Regions from separate parts of the Mus musculus genome. Here region 1 is linked to region 2. The links are chromatin contacts, called in public Micro-C maps. All regions are on one chromosome and are shown on one strand. The core of a region is the stretch at or near the end of the contact, and the rest is flanking DNA. Distances in the headings are between cores, read along the strand shown.

What was found. Hi-C and Micro-C count contacts between places; a contact is called where the count stands out from the background.
Region 1: a Micro-C map of muscle stem cells shows a contact between it and region 2, with 4 times the contacts expected there. The contact joins the promoter of Gdf6 here to the promoter of 4930412C18Rik in region 2. A contact is called at or near these places in 3 of 484 Hi-C or Micro-C datasets (embryonic stem cells and muscle stem cells) and 1 of 115 datasets of contacts at active chromatin or transcription factors (embryonic stem cells).

The regions. Positions count from the first base shown.
Region 1 is chr4:9,843,011-9,848,063 of GRCm38.p6, forward strand. Gdf6 (growth differentiation factor 6) reads left to right here and starts at 1,362. Exons shown (of 2, transcript NM_013526.1): 1 at 1,362-1,882. The coding sequence starts at 1,468.
Region 2 is chr4:9,768,512-9,773,250 of GRCm38.p6, forward strand. 4930412C18Rik (RIKEN cDNA 4930412C18 gene) reads left to right here and starts at 2,074. Exons shown (of 4, transcript NR_030693.1): 1 at 2,074-2,183.

The DNA of each region.
Region 1 (5,053 bases), core at 112-2,611, 74 kb after region 2:
GGAGCAGAATGGTGGAACCACTGCTTCCTGGGTCTATCCGTGGCTGTGCCCTCTTGGCTGAATGGCCCTGGAAAGCCTTTATCTCTGAGCCTTTTGCCCCCCCCCTTTTTTTTTTAAATCCATAAGTGGAGTAATTTACAGGAGGACGTTTACAGATGGTGCGTGAGTACCCTGTAAAGACTCTGGACAACTTCCGTCTAGAGCGCTGTGCGAGAGAAGCAACGCTTCGCCGCCAAACCTAGCAACGTCCTGAACCGCGGGGCGGTGGGCGGGGAAGACACTGGGAATCTGGGGACAGATAAAGGAAACTCGTGATGGGGCGAGGCTGGGCTGAAGAGAAACAGATTGGGGTAGAGCTGCGCAGGGAGGGGTCTGGTGAAAGGGGGAGAGAGAGGGTGGGGATCAGAGAGTTGGGAGGCCACAGCCAAAAAAAAAAGCATATTTGGGGGGCAGGGACTGGGTGAGGAGAGGTATCGAATCGGAATGGGAAGGAATTTGGGGGAAGGACTAATTCCTGAAGACAATAGGAAAGAGGAAAAAGGAAGTACGGGTGCAGAAGAAGAGGGAGTCAAGCCCCTAAGGGTCCAGAGAAGTGTGGGGTCCCACGAAAGAGAAATGAAGCAGCTGGAGCAAACACCAGAGATTGAGGTCTGCGAGAGGAGAGTCTGGGGCCTGCAGGAGAGCGCGGCAGCTCCGAGCACCGGTCCAAACTCTGAAGACTGGTGGCCTTTGCCTGACCTCGAAGGTCGGGAATTGACGCGGGTCTTTGTGGAAAGCAGCATTCTACCAAGAGAAGGGGGCTGTGAAGGACTGGCCCCTGCGCCTGGCTTCCGGGACTCAGGGATGAAACTTGTGGGCGCGCGGGGGGGGGGGGGTGAGAGGGTGCTAACCGCCCGCTAGGAGGGTAGGGTGGCAAAGAGAGGGTGCCACTGCCCGGAGCCAGGGCGCAGCCTGCGGCAGCAGCCCCCCACCCCCACCCCCGCTCCGAGCCAGCCGCCGCGGCTGCCACTCCCCCGGGTCCCTGGAGAAGTTCGAGCAGCTGGTGGGGACTGACGGTCCCCGGCGCAGGCGGCTGCCTGCGGGCTCTGGCTCCCCAACCCTGGGACAGAGGCGCTCGCCTCTGGCTCGCCCAGTCGGCGCTCCGGACCCCGTGGGGCTCTTCCAGCTCTCACCTTGCCACCACCACAGCCCACCGCTGCCCCCCACCCCACACCTCCTGCCCGCACTACCCGCCTCCCTCCCTATCCCCGCAGCGCTGCTCTCCCCTCCTCTCCCCACCTCCCGGCGAGGGGCGGGAGGGGGCGTGGCAGGGCCTGGATTTGTGTAGCTGCTACCCGGCTCCCCGCACTCGTAGTCTGCAGGAGGAGCGCGGCCCCCGCCGCTGTCCAGCCGCTCCGTGCCTTTCGCGCCCGGCGCAGCCGCTGCTGTCGCCGCCGCCTCTCCGAGTAACTTAGCCACTCGCTCGCCATGGACACTCCTAGGGTCCTTCTCTGGGCGATCTTCCTCATTAGCTTCCTCTGGGATTTGCCGGGTTTCCAGCAGGCTTCCATCTCCTCGTCCTCCTCCTCCTCCACCGAATTGGACTCCACCAAAGACGTGGGGAACCGCAAAGAAGGGAAGATGCAGCGAACTCCACAAGAGAGTGCCGAGGGCCGGACGCCCCCGGAGCACGGGCTGCGGCAGAAGGACCTCCGGCGGCGGCCGCCCGGACAACATCAGGGGCAGGAGCCGCCGGGCAGGGGGCTGCGCGTGGTGCCTCACGAGTACATGCTGTCAATCTACAAGACTTACTCCATTGCCGAGAAGCTGGGCATCAATGCCAGCTTTTTCCAGTCTTCCAAGTCAGCTAATACGATCACTAGCTTTGTAGACAGAGGACTGGGTAAGTGGCAAAGAAAGCGCCCGACTCCTCTCCAGTTGGAGCTCCTCAGCCAGAGCTCTACCCAGGCTCTGGCAAGAGGCTGCTTTTGTGAATTCCCTTCGCATTTTGGACACCTCCCCCCTATTTTACTTTTCTCAAGCCCCCAATTCTGAGTGCAGCTGCAGCTTTTTGCTCCAGTCTGCAATTCTCCCCTACTTTCTTACTTTTTTTCTCTCCTTTTCCTTCCTGTTTTCTATTTTGCCGAAAGCATCGCGGCGGTCAATGGTCTGGTAGCTAGCAGAGGAAGCATAGAGGAAAAGAAGTGATGAGCAAATGAAGGGAAAGGGAGAAGGGTCAGAGAAAGGACTGAGAGACCCTGGCTCCAAAGCTTGTGAGGGTCGCGGGCCCTAGAGCATTCATGAGAGCTTTAGAGAGCCTCCTGTCTCTCAAGGAAAAGCCAGCACAAGGTAGTCAATCCGTCTAGGATCGGTGTCAGGCAGTGCCTAGATCCAGCAGCCCTGTGGGTTCACCCGATGTCCTGCGTAGGGTGTGGGGAAATATCAGCCAGGTGGGCACCCAGTGCCTTGTGGCACCGTTTTTATTTTTCCTCGTCTCACACATGATAGTTTTCAAGCCACCATCTTCGGGGTGGGCTGAAACTGGGACTGATAAAAGCGTGGAGTTGTTGGTGCTTACTGTACTACAGGACGGTACTCATCTACCTTTCTCAGCCAGGCAACCCTTCTATCGATGATCATCTCGGGACCCTACCCTCATCCCCTGTGCCAGACAGGATGCATTCCCGTCTATAGGATTCTGAGCTTCCTCCTCTTGCTATTATCGCTGATCCACAGCATAGCATGGGCAATGAAATCATAGCATCTCAGAGAAATCTTCAGAGATTGGGGAAAGTTCCACTGGCTCCTAGAGAGGAAAAGTAATTCCGAAAAAGCAAGAAAGGAGGAGAGAAATAGCAAAGGGCTGAGAGGAAGGTACAGAGAAGGTAAGAGGTACGTCCCATACTCCCAGACTTAGCTTTGACTCTCTTCCTAGACCCACAGGTTCGGGTTCAGAGGAAAGTACCCAGAAATTCAAGAGTCCCCGGGATTGGGCTGAGGGAACTGCTCACCTACATCTATCTACCTTAATTGTCTGCTCAGCTACATCTATCTACCTGAATTGTTCCCTTGAACCTTTCCAGAGTAGGCTAATGTCCCCCTCCCCCACCTGCCCCAAGCTCTATTCAATCTCCAGCATCCAGCTTTCTGGAAGCTGCTTTTCTTCGCAGCCAAGGTTCTGGCCCAGCCAGGTACTCAGCTACAATCCGAGGTCAGCTGGGTTATGAGCTGCTGAAAGGTCTCGATAGCAAATTAACGCCGCTGTATTTTATGACGATTTTAGGAATAATAAAGTCACCTTTACAAAGACACGTGGCTTCTTCGTATTGCTGCTACTAGGTCTTGGACCTGGGTACTCTAACTGCAGCGCCAGCTTCTTCCTACCGCGCTGCAGTGCAGTCTCTCCCAGCAACTTCTCTGTTAACCTGGCATCTCTAGTGCCATCACCAAAGGAGAAGTGACTGAAGGTCAGAGAATACTGCTTTAAGGGAAGAAATCCTAGAGGCCTAGGCTGCCAGGCGATGGGTACGTTTTTTTTTTTTTTTCTTTTCCTGGGAAGTGGCAGGCTCTCCCATTTTACCCCAGGCAGACACCCTCATTGGTTCACTACTCCCTGAGAGTTCCTTGGCACAGGACCAAAGGACAGTGTGTGCTCTTCCAAGGTAGGAGACTTTGGAATTTCAGAAAGCATGAAAAGCTGTCTGTCTCTGGGGGCCCCAGACCTTGCAAAGACTCCAGCACCCATCAACCCTCGTTTGTACCGCAGCACCTACACACCCTAGAGCTCAGGCACCGCGCTGGGAACCCGCGGGTTCTTCAAGCAGGAGCACGAGGTGAGGTTTGGGGAAAGGGGAAGAACACTGTTTCCCACCCATGGTCGTAAAGCCAGATAGACTGTGGTTTCAACCTCAGAATGCGTTGAGGACAGGGCTGCCAGAGATCCCTAGTCAAAGGAGACGCGGCAATAGCACCGGGACCAGGACCGCAGCTTAAAAGGCTCTGTCTCCTCCTCGCTCGCCAAGTTCGAAAGAAAACTGTAAGAGGGCAGCTGGGATAGTTGGAAGGCTGCGATGCTGGTCTCAAGCCTTACGGGTGTAAAGGAGCTTGGGGGGGGGGGGCGTGCAGAGAGGGACTGGAGGGGCGTGCGGAGGAGGGGCTGGATTGCTGGCTGCAGCCCCAGCTTGATAAAGGGAAAACCTCACTTTCCCTCTCACTGATTTTGATTTGATGTGTCACCGGCGGTGACCTCGGGTTGGACCTTCCGGGGCTTGCTTAGCATTGGGCCCCTGATTGGAGTGTTTCGACTCAGCGATCTAATTGAGGGTTCATGTCATAACACATCAAACGGTGTCTAGTCTCCCGTGATGGAAGGGACCCACTAACCGCGCATCGCATCCTCAGCTTCTGGCGAGGACTTCCGCCCCTCTCGCGCGGGGGTTCTTAACGTGCCAAACTTTTCAACATCCCCTCCCCCAAGCCCTGAGTGGGTAGGCAAGGAAAAAAGAAAGGGCCAGCCGGGGGCTGAGCCGGTCTTGCTAAGTTGGCGCCTTGCCTAAGGGAGGTTTAAATCACCACAGAGAGGTAGTGTAGGCTCGGAGCTCAGAAGCCCAGGGTCCCTCTAGAGGAGGAGCCTCGAAGCCCGCTCACGTGCTCCAAGACACTCGCAGAGAATTGATTAAAGGTCTTGCTCACATGGGAACTTTAACGTTATACCTGAAGCTGGGGTTTGAGAATGGGAGGGCTGGAATAAACAAGAGAGCGATAGCTCCATAGAGTCACCGGCAGCCTTCTGTCCAGTCCGGAGTGCTTTTCCCTGTCTCACTCGTCCCGAAGGAGGCCTTATTGCAAGCTTTGAAAGGGTAAATAACAGTAGCCAGGATTGATTGAGCTTTTCCTGTGGGCCAAGCACTGTGCTAAAAGCTATGAGGACAGGAATGAGCCCATCTACTTCTCGGCTACTGTTGCTGCGTTGCTTTAGAGGTGAATTAAGAAAGACAGAGAAATTAAGTTGTTCAAGGTCACACAGCTTGTGAGAGGTGAGACTGGCGTAAGAGTCTAGACTCTGAATGATAAA
Region 2 (4,739 bases), core at 824-3,323:
ATTTTCATAAATCACAAATCATATATGTGTATAATATACATACACACACATATACATACATATATATATATATATATATATATATATATATATATATATATCTTAAGTTTTGTCACTCTAGAGAAACAAGACAATACAGGTAGCCATAGATTAATATTTCAATTAGTTTCTATATCTACTTTATGATGTCCTTTCACTATCTTGTACTTTATTTTTATTTTAGATAGTTCAATTTCTCTTCCTTTCTTGGAATCAGATTACCTGCAACTCACTTCAGAATCAATATCTGTATTAGGGTGAGCTAATAAATGCCACCAGCAAAGATAATCTGTTAGCAAATGGTGAAAGTTTTTTTCTAGAACACTACTGCAGGAGCATAGTAAATTGGTGGGGGTCTGGACGCTGGATGAGGAGAGTGGGCTGAACTCCAGAAGCCCTCAGGGCTAAGGAGGAGAAGTCTTAGTTGACAGGGAAGCACAGAGGTGCTAGAATCCACTACATCCCATGATCTGAAAAAGATGCTCTGCTTTCAGAAATGATTGTTCTTAATATTTTCCTTCATTGATCATGGCAGACTTTTAAATACAATCACACTAATAAGTAAACGAACTTAAATGTATGTGTTTCTACATGGTGTCTGGACAGATTTATTAGAACTATTTCAATTATCTCTCAAAGCAGCTTTTATAACTTCTATTACATTTGTTTTTGAGCATTTCATACTATGTATAAAACATTCTGATTGCTTTCACTACCCAGTCTTTTCCTCCCACTCTTGTGAATCACCCTCGACAAATCCTGTCCCCACATCTGTGTCATTTGTTATGTTTTTTTTGATCCGTCAAGTTTAACCATGGCTATCTGAAACTGCTTCTTTCCTGCCGGCACATAAATTCCCCCGAAAAAGTGACTCTGAGATTTCTATATATGAATAAATTTTGAGGTCAATAGCTTTGGCTCTATTCTCCAACTAGCTCTTACCTTAATTACTCATTTATTTTATTCTATGTTCTGCCACCTGGCTGGTTACCTGGTCCTCAGTTTCTGTCTGGGGGGAATCTCCAGAGCCTGACTCTTTTCCTAGAATCACACACACACACACACACACACACACACACACACACACACACACACACAGTGTGTGTGTGTGTGTGATTAATCTGTGAAGACGCTGTTAAGTAATATTTATTTTGAATTTTGAATTCAAATTGTGAATCATTCATTAGGAACTTTGAATTCATAAGGAGACAGTTCTGTTATACTGGGTCTCAAGACTGAAAGACAGCAGGGTAGAGACACTGCTGAGTCATGGTCAAACTCAGCAGAAAACATATCAGTTTACCCGTTTTCTGTCCATATTTTTCTGTCTTCATACTTCACCTGCAGTGGTTGAGACTTTGAAAGTGTACAGTCTAGGTACTTGCTCTCATATATATTTGTTTTGTTTTAGGTGAGGTCTTGCTGAGTAACCCGGGATGCTGTCAGACTCACTACCTGAACGGCTCCAGCATGGATCCTTCCGCGTCAGCGTACTGAATGTTAGGACCATAGGCATGCGATATTTTTAAAGGGTATCTGACCTAACACCACTAATACGGTTTTATGTAGCTCCTTAGGTGGAGAAAGGGAAGCCACTTTCCTGAACTTGAAGATTCCATATCTACAGATTTGATCCCTCACAGATTTCTGAGGAGTGTATGTATGTACAGTCTTTCTTTGTTATTTCCAAAAATAATGCAGCATAACAACTATTTGTGTAGTGTTTCCCTTATATCCAGCATTAAAAGTAATCTAGGGATAATTTAAAGAATGCAGAAAATGTCTGTAGATTGTATTAAAATGTTGCACCATTTGACGTAACGATCCTCTGCCATCCCAGAACCCCTTTCTTCCAAATGGAAAATCTTTTTACTACGCAACCTATCTCTGAGCAATGGCTCCATTAGTACCTTAAAACTTCCTTCTTGTAACAGAACCCCGAATAACACCCTGCTCCGTCTCCCAACTTCTTGCTCTTTTTCCCATCGAGTCACGAAAAGTGTTTCTTGGAACCGGTCGCGCAAAAGGCTCAGTCCAGTGCGCAGAGGTTTTAACAGTGACTTCCCGGGCTGTGTGAGCGGCGCGTGCGCGGGTATCCTCAAGGGACCTGCGCAGAGTCTGGACATTACTCTCAGGCCAACGAGGTGGGCAGGCCTGCTGCTAGGTGACCGAGTCCTCTTTGGCGGTTTTAATTTCCCCAGCAACTTGCTCGCCTTCTGCTGTAGCTGAATCTGGCGCGTAAGATTCCTGGCGGCCCAGGCCCACACCAAGGTTTGTGCCCGGCCCAGCCAGAGTGAAGTTTGAAACGGAGACCTCTGCCGGAAGGAGCGGGTCGTTGGCAGGACAGCGGTTTGGCCTCCTTCCCCTCCGCCCTTGCACAGCCTGGGGCGGTGAGGAGGTAGGGGAGTGGACCTGTGCGATCTGACCTCTGGGGCACTTGAACTCAGCTACGTACATCCTACCCCTGGTATTTCTTTTCAGCGCTGGTGGCGATCAGAGCAATTAGCATGCGAGCCCTCGGGCTGTTCCTCCAGCTTCTGCCAGGATTGGAGGTAGATAAGTTGGGTTTATAGTGAGGTTTCAGGTTAACCTTGGTGAATATGAAGCATGCGCGGGAGCTGCAGTGGGAAAGATTTTTGTTTATCGTATGCACTAGAAAAAAAAAAAAATCTGTCATGGACTAGAATGCCAGAACACTTAAAACAGCATTCACTGCAAGTAGTATTCCCCAACCTGTTTTGTTTTGTTTTGTTTTTAAACTATGCCCCCTAGCGGTATAAATAGGAATAACCTTTTAAAACAGTATGGTTACCCTTCTCACAATTCCAAGAAATTGTGAACTCATTAATTTCATCTACTTGACAAATTTTTAAGGAACCTCACTAAATTTAAGGCATTCTGCTTCCGTGTGTGTATTCTGTAATAGAGGCCTGATTTTCACAGATTGGCTCCCTTCCACAAACCTACTTCCTTTTCCACAGCAAGCTTTTAGACCAGCTAATGTGGAAGGAGCTAATAGAACGATAGTGCCCAGCACATTATAAGTGTTAAGTAAATATTAGTCGTTATCATAATCACTGCGAACTATGTTTACAGTTTACCTCCTACACGTTTGTTTTTAGATTTTTTTTAACCCTTTCATATTCGAATCTTTGAGTCTGGGGTCGTGTAGCCCAAGCTGGTTTTATACTCTCACCTGTGTATAAAGGATGGCCTTGAGTTCCTGATGCTTATCCGCAACCCTAAGGATGCTGGAGCTGCAGATGTGTCCTGCCGCCGCGCCCATTTGATGTGGTGCTGAGGGTGGAACCCAGGGCTAGGCGGGCACTATACCAGCTGAGTTCCACCACCAGTCCTTTACTAATTTAATTCTCCAATGGAAACAGTTTTATACATGATCATTTCTAAGGTTGGAGGAAGCCATGTAGTAATCTGTACTGGGGAGTAAGAAGTCAGAGGGAGCTAACTGAGAGCTTGCCTCAGAAAACTAAAAGGGAGGAAGGAAGGAAGGAAGGAAGGAAGGAAGGAAGGGAGGGAGGGAGGGAGGGAGGGAGGGAAGTAAGGAGGGAGGGAGGGAGAGATGGGGGAGGGGAGGCAGGCTGAAGTCCTATTCCGTGCTTTTAATTCTTGTTTTGGAGAGGTAGAGATAGGTGGATCCCTTGAGTGCACTGGTCAGTTAACCTAACTTACTTCGCAAGTTCCAGGCCAGTGACACCATCTCAGAGAGAGAGAGAGAGAGAGAGAGAGAGAGAGAGAATGAAAACAAGTGTATAATATTCTCTGGCAGTCAATCACACTTGCAATTCCCTACCCATCTCAATGTCTCAATGTAAAAGGAAAGATGAGGCTTGGGCTACTTTCTTTCCTGTACCACATCTGTTTTGTTAACATCATGTTCTGTCCAACGTCCTTGGCCGCTTTAGGTTTACCCATCTCTCAGGCTCATCCTTGTTCTCCAGGCTTGTGAGGTGTTTTTATTTGTTTTGGTTTTGCATACGGTATTTTGCATGCCAGACATGAACGTTAGGGCTGAGCTATCTTCCAGCCCCCATTTTATTACTATTACTATTATTATTATTAAGTGTTTCTTTGTTTGTTTAGATAAGACCTGGAATTCACACTCTTACTGAGTTAGCTTCCTGAGTGCTGAAATTTCAAGCATGCTCTGTTACATTGAGGGTTTTTTTTTTTAAACTTTGTTTGTTTGGTTTTTGAAGATTGATCTAAGTAGCCAAACTTTTATTTACTTATTATAATATATGGCTTCATCAGTGCCTGACAAATACAGAAGTGGATGCTCACAGCCATCCATTGGACTGAGCATAGGGTCCCAATGAAGGAGCCAGAAAAAGGACCCAAGGAGCTGAGGGGTCTGCAGATCCCTAGGAGGAACAACAATATGAAACAAACAGTACCCCCAGAGCTCCCAGGGACTAAACCACCAACCAAAGAGTACATGCTCCAGCTGCATATGTAGCAGAGGATGGCCTAGTCGGGCATCAGTGGGAGGAGAGGCCCTTGGTCCTGGGAAGGCTCGATGCCCCAGTGTGGGGGAATGCCTGGGCCAGGAAGTGGGAGTGGGTGGGTTGATGAGCAGGAGGGGGAGTAGGAAATAGGGGGAGGGTGTTTTTCAGAGGGGAAACCAGGAACAGGGATAACTTTTAAAATATAAATAAAGAAAATATCCAATTAAAAAGGAA